Regions from separate parts of the Anas platyrhynchos genome. Here region 2 is linked to region 1. The links are chromatin contacts, called in public Hi-C maps. All regions are on one chromosome and are shown on one strand. The core of a region is the stretch at or near the end of the contact, and the rest is flanking DNA. Distances in the headings are between cores, read along the strand shown.

Region 1 (5,281 bases), core at 117-2,616:
GGGAGGTCTCCTGACACTGGAGGTGGAAAATTAGGCCCTTTCTGAGCTTCGTGTTTGACCTGGAAGTAAAACTCAAATTGCAAGTTAAGATCCAGGTGCCCTTATTTGTCCTTAGCTGAGGATGCAAGGCCCAGATTTCAGACTTGAGAGACTAAATTTAGGTTCCTAAACCCCACGTTTAGGTGCTGAAATAAGCTGCTTTCCCAGAACTTGCTGGGTGATTACCAGTAGCAAAGATCAAGCTACTAATCTTGGTGGCTGAACAGGATTTAGGAGCCTAACATTAGACACCTGCTTTTGAGGCACACTGACATCGAGTTTTAGCCCTTTCCAGATTTATGTATTTCTATTTCCGTGGAGGTTTTTCCAAGTGCAGGCACTGGACTCCAAGCTTTTTTTGATGTCCTGTGTTATGAGAAACTGCTTGCAGAAGTTTGCCCTTGCCCATTCACAGCCTGAGCTGCAGAGGATGTTACAGGATTTGGGACGTATGAGCTGGGGGCTGTCAGCAGATCTCCCTGCTTCCAAGGAAATGCATTTGGCAAAAAAAAAAGGTGACAACTGCATTAAGCTGAGGGAGGCCTTTACCTGGGAAATATCTCCAGCTTTTCCACATCTGAAGTAATTTTCCACAGTAACCAGAGAAGGAAAGTCAATCAGCTACAGAAGTGTGAGCACTATCTTCATTTTTCTCTCCCAGCCAATTATTTCTCTTGTCGTTTTTATGGTCTCCAGGAGAAAAATTTGGCCAGTAAGACCTTAGTTGTGTAGGTTTGCCAGGTAGTCATACAGTCAGAGCCCACTCCAGCTGAGCATATACTGAATTGCTTGCTGGAAAAAAAAAGAGGAAAAACAGACATGTTAACAGAGCAGGTACAAAAGGGAGAAATGAAATTTGATTGTATGAAGATGCAACAGTGGGGGGGGAGGAATAAACAGACATGGTGCTCTTTGCAGGGAAATGGAAGACACATCAGAAGTGTTGAGACCTGCGTAACAAAATGTTAAATGGCTTGCAGCAGTGAGAGCAAGACAAAATAAGCATTCAGCTGAGTTCTTAGCTCCGTGGCGTTACAGGAGGGGCAAAGAGCAGGGAGAACAGTCCAGGCTAGTGCGAGTGTCTTCTCTGTTAATGACTGTGACAAGTCCATTTGCAACAGGGTCCTCTTTTATTACTCAATCAGATGTGCATTAGTTAGGTCCTATGTTGTAAGCGACCGCTGATTCCTCTATGAGGAGCAGCTGGAACACAGAAAATCACATCCACCCTACCTGTTAAAGCAAATCCTTCCCAACCTGCCACCTACTACTGCCTGTACTGACTCACAGAGAGAGTCACAGGCCAGTGGCTCAGCAAGTTCACACCTAATTCAGTCCCAGATCTGATGTGACAGAAGCTTCCTGTTGGTGGTGGTATTGTTTCCAACTGCGAGTTCCGTTCTGTCCCACAAATTGGGCTAAAGCCCAACGAAAATAAAGATAACCCCAATTCCCTGCGGTTTCCGCTCTGAGCGAGGCCAGCATAGTGATAGGCAGTGGGAATGCAATATGGGGCCAGAGAGGGCTGCAGGAGCTTCACAGAACATAGAAATACTGGGCTCCTACTCACACGGGCATGATTCTATAAATATTTCCATCTATAACTTTGTATGTCGAAAGTCCAGCTGAAATTAGGAAGAATAACCTTTATGCACTCAAGGGACAGATCTGTTAAGCTGTTGCCGAAAGAGGGGTGGAATAGGTAGGAGCAGATTTTTCCAAAGTAATCTTCTCTGATGCTGCTCACTGAAATTGGTGGAGGGTTTTGTTGTTGCTGTTGTTTTTAATTGACCGCACTGGGAGCAGAGCTAGGCCAGTCTGGAAGGGTCTGGATCTGCCCTGTAGGCTTGACACGAGAGCAGATCCGGCCTCACAGAACAACAGAAAACTTTATTTTCTGTTCAATTCCTTAGCAAGTCCTGCTATTTACTCTCCAAAACATACACTGAAAGAATATATATGGGCAGCTCCGAAGATGATCAAAAAATCCTCCATCAAATAAATCTTCTAACAAAAAGTAGCAAAACTCACAAACCAGTCAGCTTGACAAATAGCCTTCCATCAGCCCTACTGTGACTCAGTGCTTGAAAGATTTTGGGGGAGAAAAATCCATTCTAGGAGAGAACATCAGATGAAAAATACGGCCTGAGCGAAGTGTATTTCCAACACACTTGCAAATGTTGTTGGGAGCCAGCAATCCACCCTGGATAAAGACACCTCCCAGCCATTGTTATTCTTGAAGGATTTTGTGGCTCTTCCTGTTGTTTTGCAGCAGGTGGCTTCGTGACTCAGCCCAGGGCCTCCCGGCCAAACAGCGGGATCACGGGGAAACGAAAGTCTTTCTAACACCAACCTACAACCAAAGGGCTGAAGTGACTCCCCACACACCCCAAAAGTGAGGGGTGGCAGCCATAAAGGAGCTTGGTCACAAGGAGGAGGCCACGAAGGAGGGGCTGGCCGTGGATCGTCAGCCAGGTACCGCTCCCCTCGCCCCTGGCTGGTTGGGAATCTGCTGGAGCAGCGCTACCGCCTGGCTATTACTTCCTGAAGCACTTGCACCTTTTCCGATGCTTTCTGCTTTCGAGTACCGACCTGATCCAAGCGGCCTTGGGAACGCGGCAGACCCAATTCATGTTGGTGCTTCCCAGCAGCGATGAGCTGTGTCGAAGCAGTCTCTTCTTGCACAGCTCTGTTGCGCAGTGCAGATCACAACAAAGGGTTATACCAATTAATTAAAAAAAAATACGTATTTCTTTAAGTTTCTCTGTAAAACTGAACTTTCTGTTGGTGCGGCGTTACTGCCACTGCCCCACCTGCAAAGGAGCAGTTTTGTTCTCTCATTGAATCAACTGCAGTAAATGCAATGATACAGCACCCTACGTCACAGCTTTTGGCTGTAAATGTGTTAAAGCACGGGTTTGATCGGTTTTATTTGAGGAGCTGCCACCTCAGCTAGCTCTGTGACTCTGCATGGGATGCTGTGACCCTCAGGGACTGGCCCCGGCCATGGGCAACACCCACAGGCTGAGCAGGGCTCTGCGAAGGGCTCCCCGTGTCCGTGGGGGATGACAAAAGCTAATTAACACCTGGGTTAATCAAAAATTTGGGTTAGTATAAGCAGGGATGGATGTGAATCGGTATATTCCTGATGACGAACTGCCCAGAAATACAACAACTCAGCAAAACCATGCATGTGTGAGAAAAATCCGTGAGATTTCCAGTTACCTGTAGGTAAGCTGCAATCCCTGCTTTTAGCAGGCACCCAAGATGCTTCTGTTTGCAGTCGGCCTGTTGCTGCCTAACTGCGACATGCCAAGGAAAGAATTGAATCCCCCCTGTATTTCTGAACAAGTCGGCGAGTGGAAATGCAGAGAACAGGAAAATGTGTATGGTATCTGCAGAGGGGCAGATAGGCGGTCTGCGAGGAAGCCGAAATACTGGGGGTATGTTTTGGCACACCACCCAGGGATTTTTACCCCCTTCTCTTTGCCGGTGCAGTTTCCTTATTATCAGATCGGACCTCCGACCGGACACGCATTGTATTGTGCATGTGTCAAAAAATGCCTGCCAGCAAGGCTCGCCCCGATGGCGACAACAGGATGTCTGAAATACAGCAAAGGAATGAGAGCCGGGGGAGCCAGGCGCTGCGGAGCAGCAGCACCAGCCCTTCTGCATGCCGCCCCGAAGCCACAGAGAGCTCAAGCTCGTGGATGCTGAGGGTTGGGGTGGACGAGGTGGCAGATGACTGCAAAAGGAGCATGAGGAAAGGTGGCAAGCAGAGAGATGCTGCCTTAAGATCTTGGTGCTGCGCAGCAAAGCATCTCCTATGAGTTTTCTTGGAGTGTAACTTGGCCTCGGGTCTGTAATAGGTGAATTCTGGCTCCTTGCTGTCAGGAAGCTCCTGCACACTCCCTCTCTGCCCCACATCAAATCCTGCAGGGCTGCCAAAGCCCCTGTAGCGTGCCCTTTCTCCAGCCCCAGTCCTGACCTCAGGAGGTCCCCGGGTGCTGCGAGCAGCGGCTCAAGATGCTCAGGTCTCACAGCACTTATGGACAGGAGCAGAACTGGGAGGTGAGGAACCTGGACACATTTTTTACCCAGTGTCTCCTTTTACGAGTGGATGAAAACATGGATTTGTAGCAGATGCCTGGATACTGGCGTAGCCACAGTGTTGGCTGCTGCGAAAGCCATAATACTGTGTTGTGTTTAGGTACAACGGGCTCTTTATAATCAGATATTTTATAATGCTCTAAGATGTGTTCTTTTTCTGGCACTCGTGGTCCGAAAACAAAGCTGAGGCAGTTAAACCTATAGCTTACACCGACCAACATGCAGAGTATCCCCTCGTGGGACTGACGAGAAACCCAATGCATTTTTCCACTGCTTGTGCAGAGGAAGACAAATGGAAAAAGGGAAGCCGCAGAAACTCAGCTCGGCAGAAGGTTCATGTCCTTCAGCATCATGCCCAGGAAGGCTGACGAGTGCAGCTGGAACAGAAGGTACTGCTCGCTTCTCAGCACTGAGGACCACCGCAGCCTCATTCTGCTGAGGATTTTCTAACCGGGCCCAAGCAGGATGAGCTCATGGCAGTTTACCGCAGTGAAGGCGAGGTATGCATCTGGAGAGATAGCGGCTGGATTTATTCAGGCTCTTGGAAAATTAAGGCATGGTTCAAAAGCATATTTCTGTTTTGTTTCCTCTGAGACAGCCAACAGTGTAATCACTCCATGCGTTTCAAATAACATGAGAACCTGAGACTGACTCACTGTTTCCCATTTCACTAGCTTGGGACAGGATGCAAAGCTTATAAACATATTCCGTGTGAGTCTTTACATGACATGAAGTTCCTTGCTCAAGTTTGCAAGCCCACATTTATTTTTTTTTATCCCTAGAATGACTGTTTGTGGTCTGTGCTCCAGCTCTCCTCCAGCCCATACGTAAGGACTTGGGGCAGCAGTACGTTTCCCCCCCCTAACTTTCTTCTCTCTATTTCTACAGTTATGCCTAAGCTCCTCTCTGACCCACAAGATGGAAATACCTGTACCCCAGTAACTCACAAAAAGAGAAGGAATGGACCTAGAACTAAATCATCAGAAGGACCCTTGTTGTTAAGGAGCACACTGCATCTCCAGGTAGGGACCTCACAAAGTTAAGGGACAACCACAGCCAAAGGAAACAGCCAAGTACAGCATTCAGGCACGCTGGTGGGATCTTAGTAACTCCTGAAGCCAGTGAACCTGGT
Region 2 (5,143 bases), core at 1,365-3,864, 74 kb after region 1:
GAGGATGAGTTGAGGAGCCTGTGACTGGGCGGGTAGCAGCAGCAAAGCATCCTCCTCTCTCCCTCAGCACTGTGCTTCGTGTGGTTGTGCTGAAAGAAAACCTGGGGGAAGGCGTGTGGGAAAACAAGCTGGGTGGGAAAAACGTGCCTCTCTGGGGAGGCCATGCGGGGATAACAGTGCAAGTGCTACTTCTGTGCCTCGCGTGGAGCCTGTGGACGAGGGGAAGCATTGGTGCTGCACCAGGTTGCCACAGCCTTCTGCCAGCTTTAGTCAATCAGCAGTTGCTTGTCTCTGTTGGTATGTGTGCACGTTGGCTCTTATTTCCCAACCATTCAATTTAATTACGTTCCCCCCAAACTGGTGATGGCGAGCTTGTTAAAGAAAGGCAGCTATGCAGTGAGGGCATTATTTATCTTTGCTGTGAAGCCAGGGTTATTTCTATTACAAATGACACCACGCACATGTGTCCTGCTGATTTATGATGGCAAAGATGAGCTGTGATCATTCATTGCAGCACACGAAATACACACGGCACATCTGCACCTACACGCTCAGGTCAACGCCTGGATCCAGCTTCATAGAGCAGACGAGTTGGTGCAAGATGTGATTACCAGCTGGCAATTAATTATTGGTAAAGGTGCAGACGAAGGCAAAGCTGGAAGGGCATTGGTGCAGGCTTTCAGGGCAGGTTTCGGCTCTTGAGGATGTTCTCCAAAAGCTCCTGAGCTTCTTGGAGCCCGTGGGCTGCAGCCACACTGAGGAGTTTCTCCACTTCCCTGAAGGACATGAAATCTTTGTTAAAAAAAATAATCTAGAAAAAGGTCTGGTTGGTTCCTATCTGACTTTTATTTACCCAGATTTTTATTAGAGGACCACGACTACTCGATCTGAAAGAACCTGTGATGCCAACTCTCTAATATTCAGAAAACGATCTGTTTTTCTCTTTGCTTTTCCCTATGATCTGGGTGTGCATATTTGGGGTTTGGTGATTCTCCCAGCCTAATTAAACTGAAGCAGAAATGATTTGGAGGTCTTACATACACCTTATAAAACCGAACAACCGACTCTGCCTATCTCAGGAGGAACTGGGCCCTCCTCTGTAGTGGAAAGGGGCAGGAGCAGCTGGTGTTACCCTTCCTCCAGTGCCGCCGTCATGTTTCGGAGAGCTCCCAGCGCCAGGTTGAAGGAGGAGTGAGGGTGGCCCTGTCCTGCTGCCTGCCTGAAGAAGGAGAGGGGGCAAGGAAGGCATAAAGAAGAATACAAAACAAAAACTTAATTCAACTATTTCCCCTGTGCACCTGTGGTCTCAAACTCAAGATTTTTTTTGGCCTCCCCCTGGCTTAAAATAAGCGTGAGAGGACGGGGAAGGCAGAGTGAAGTGTCTTGACCCCAGGCGAGACTCAGGGAGGGCCGGGCACGCACCATGGTGCAGCACACCTCTCCCCACAAAAATATCACCAGTTCTTTTTCCTCCTCCCTCACCCCGACAGACTTTCCCAGAAAAGAGCCAGGCACAGTGTCAGGAATTGGTTTTTTTTTTTGCACCTCACCTGAACCAGTGCATGGCCAGGTCTTCGCTTTTCTCCACTCCAGCTCCTGAGAGGGAAACAAAGCAGCAGAGTCGGGGCAAGGACGTAAAATACGATGCCCAAAGGCCAGGGTGCAGAGCCACGTTTGTGTTCCCCGTGCACAAACATCCTTTGGCAGGGAAGATTTACCTTGCAGATACCTCTGCCCCACGATGTGCTGGGCATGGGGGTACCCCAGGCGAGCATACACCTGAGCCACACGGAAATGGAAGCCCTGGTAGCACAGCGCCATGTACAGCAGCAGCAGGGCGGCCACAGCCACAGCCACCAGCTGCAAAAGAGGAGGTGTGAGGAGAGAAAGGAGCAATCTTTGATGCAGAGCTGCTTCCAGCACCCATTAAAGCCAAATAAGCAAAATCTTCTGCAAGCCCTTGGTTGTGCTCCCCGTGCCCATGAGCACAAAGCCCTGGGGGCTTTGCAGAGGCTGCGCTGATGCTGCCAGACTCAGCGCTGCCTCCCCGAGCCCCTCGCTTACCTCCCAGGTGCTCCACACCACGCTGGGGGGCTCCCCACCTTGCAGGGAAGGATTTTCCTCACGGGAGCCAGTGCTGCCCCTTCCCACCCATCGCCGCCGTGCCGGGGGCTCGGTGTCCCCCATGGCTCCCCGCTGCTGGAGCTCTGAGAGCTGCCTCCCTCGCCGCAGGTCCCCGTGGTCGCCTTCTCCCAGCTTTGCTCCTGATTTATGGTGGTCGCAGCCCAGCTGCTCGGCTGAGATAAGAGGGATAGTGGAAAAGGTGACCATCCTCTGCCAGCACCCTTTGAAACTGCTACCATTCAACTCTGTGCTGGATGCTCTTCCGCCTTCAGACTGCGTCAGGGTGGGTAAACAGCTAAATTTCACAAAGTTGAGGAAGAAATTAAAAGTAAAATGTTTGCTTTTCGTGCTTTTCCCACAAGAAGGCAAGTGCTTCGCAAGGATGCTACTCAGAGCCACAGATGTTGAGCAGCTTGTTAACTCAGTTGCTTGGGCTCCACAGGGTCCTGTCGGGCTTTGAATGAGTGAAATAAGATGCGGGCCCGCCCCCAGGTGAGAAAATCAGAAAGGGTGCAGTGAGCTATAACCAGGGAATTATTTATATTTATCTAATATATATGAAATATATAATTAACAACCCCTGCCCTCCCCCAAAGTTCAATGGGATGGGATTATTCTTATTTTTTTAAGCTGGAAAAGGGCTTACATGCTAAAGGCGGGCATTTTCTAGCTGTGTAGTTGTGCCTTTATTCATCTGCAGTGACTCCACCTAGTGAATTCCAGACGGTAAATCATGTTTTGCCTTCACAGCTGAGCACACGGCTGCTTTTAACACCAGGTACTGCCTCCTGCCTGTTACCTTTCTGCTCCGGAGTCCTAGCCAAGAACCGTCACTGAGTGGCAAGGTAGATGAGATCCATCTCATGCAAAGGGCTGACCTTGCCTGGTTGCCTAAGAGTAAAAAAATTAAAAGTTTTTTTTTTTTTTTTCTTTTCTTTCCAATTTTACAGCAAGGGAAGTGCCATGCTGTGGTTTTGAAGGCAGTGATGACTCAGCCTAAAACCCTTACCGAAGAGGAAACCCTTCATCCGTCTGCATTGAGGTAAAGTTCTCATTTCTGGTGTTGTGCTGCCATCGTGGGGCCAACCTCATTTGCTTGGTCACGGCCACACGACAGTCTGAGGCCCATCTTCATGCTCCTCATCCTCTTGATACCATTTTCAGGGTATATGAAGCGAATGGGACATGAACAGTCATATTGTAGGGTCAGCTGCTTCTAAAGCAAACCCTGAGGAGAAGGACCTAGGCTGCAGTATCCTTATACTCATTTACCTATTTTTTTGGCTACAATTATTGGAATTTAAAGTTAAAAATGAAAAACAACGACAACAACAACCTCATGGAGTCATTCTGCTTGGGAATGAACGAATCTGTAGCTGCAGATCCCAAATTTTGGCAAAAGTAAGCTCCTGAGTTACTGTTACCATTGCTCATAAAGGAGTATCTGCAGTAGATTCACCCTGACACCTGACCTAGCTCAATGAAATTACACTTTTCGCTGCACAGTCAGGTCCTGGTGCTTGCAGTTCTTCATTGCAGGTGACTGCAGTGACACATGGGAAGGTGTTATTACTTGCACATTAATTAATGGCACGTTATCAGTGAGGGGCATGCTTGTGCTATAAGCCCGATGTGGTCGTGGTTCTCATGCCTGCAGTGAGCTTGAGCTGCTTCTCTGCAAAAATCAGCCTTCAGCACAAGGAAAAAGTAAATTGGGTTGTCGATGCAGCAGCCAGTGATGGCTGTAGTAGCTGTAGTAGCTGCCTCCTACCAGCACATCACTTCTCTTTGCCATGGCTTTGGCAAGGAAAGGACGAGGGACTGGTGGTGTTTCTATTTCCCCTTTCATCTACAGCAAACAAGTTTTGAAGAACGACTTCCATCTTGTACAAATGAGCATTTTGATTGAAAACGTGGAGCCAGCCACGTTCAGGAAAACACATTTTTCCCCACATTTCTTTTTCACGTGAAAGGTTTTGCTAATCATGTGGTTTCTCTTTTCCTCCTTGCTGTGTCAGTGTGGTTAGGGCTGGAAGCACTTAAATGCCCCATTTCAGTTGAAAGGTGGGTGTTGAGTGCTGGAAGGAGCACGGGTGGCTGTGACTGGAAGGAGCTAATAGGACAACATCACTGTTCAGGAGACCTGGAGCCTAGACTGAGTCCCAGGGAGACAAGAAAGGAAAGAATAATAATGGATTGCGCCAAAACCCGTATGTGAACACTGTGTTTGTCCCTTCTCATTTGTTTTCCTAAGGTTTGCTACGCTTTGTCCCAAATGAAGAAACATACAATTGCTGAAAGAATGGTAGATGAAGGCTATGAAACCAAAATAAGCCATGCCCCTAGCACATTGCCAGTTCAAAGCAAACACATTGACCTCGCCGCCTCAGACAGAGTCCAGGCACTGCCTCGGAGTGTCACTGTCTGATTAGCCTCAAGGAGTTTTTCCGATTCACTTTGTTAGGAAAAGAAACGGGTATAACCCAACTGATATAACTGGCACGAGTCTATTTAATCAAAGCGTCCCCTAGGCACCGGCAACATGGGGCAGATTGGATTCCCCCTCCTTGTTCGCCAGCTTGAAGGTGGTTGAGTGCGTGCTCACACATGGCTTTAGAGCACAACACCAAACTGTGAATGCTCTTCACCTCAGTTACCCTGCTGGATGGAGCTCAGATGGAGGTAGCAAGGGGGACCGAGGTGTGCAGCAGCAAGGCCTTCCTTGCAGGGCAATGGGCAGGAGGTGGGCAAGGATGTGTAGCTGGCATGGTCCCTGACAGGCTCCGGTTTCATTTTGCCTCCACAACCTCCCTTCACAGCTGGCTAACCAAGAAGGAGATAAAAATCAATTCAGACCAGCCATTCTGGCACAATTAATAGCAGACAGAAAGGTGTACAATAAGCAGGACCGTAGCTATAAGGGGAGCTCGAGTCTCTCCGATAATCAGCATGCACACGTTGTCTGCAGATCTATTACAGAGACGTGTGAAGCTGTTTCAAGATACCAGATTATCAAACG

Evidence for each region. A called contact is a pair of places that touch in the nucleus more often than the background predicts.
Region 2: a contact with region 1 is called in a Hi-C map of F5 follicle, with 1.8 times the contacts expected there. The contact joins the promoter of LOC106019422 here to the enhancer-like site in region 1. A contact is called at or near these places in 2 of 8 Hi-C or Micro-C datasets (F5 follicle and small yellow follicle).

Annotation. Positions count from the first base shown.
Region 1 is chr4:10,542,680-10,547,960 of IASCAAS_PekinDuck_T2T, forward strand. All of the region lies in intron 8 of EMCN (endomucin), which reads left to right. Among named protein-coding and RNA genes, the nearest start is that of EMCN, 25 kb to the left of the region's middle. Within about 2 kb of position 1,367, at least 2 of the 8 cell types and tissues checked have an H3K27ac peak or open chromatin away from gene starts, as enhancers often do. A contact at or near this core is called in F5 follicle, where this site is marked.
Region 2 is chr4:10,615,872-10,621,014 of IASCAAS_PekinDuck_T2T, forward strand. LOC106019422 reads right to left here and starts at 2,615. Exons shown (of 5, transcript XM_013106652.5): 1 at 2,065-2,615; 2 at 1,719-1,860; 3 at 1,551-1,596; 4 at 1,133-1,219; 5 at 1-776. The coding sequence starts at 2,331. The coding sequence ends at 680.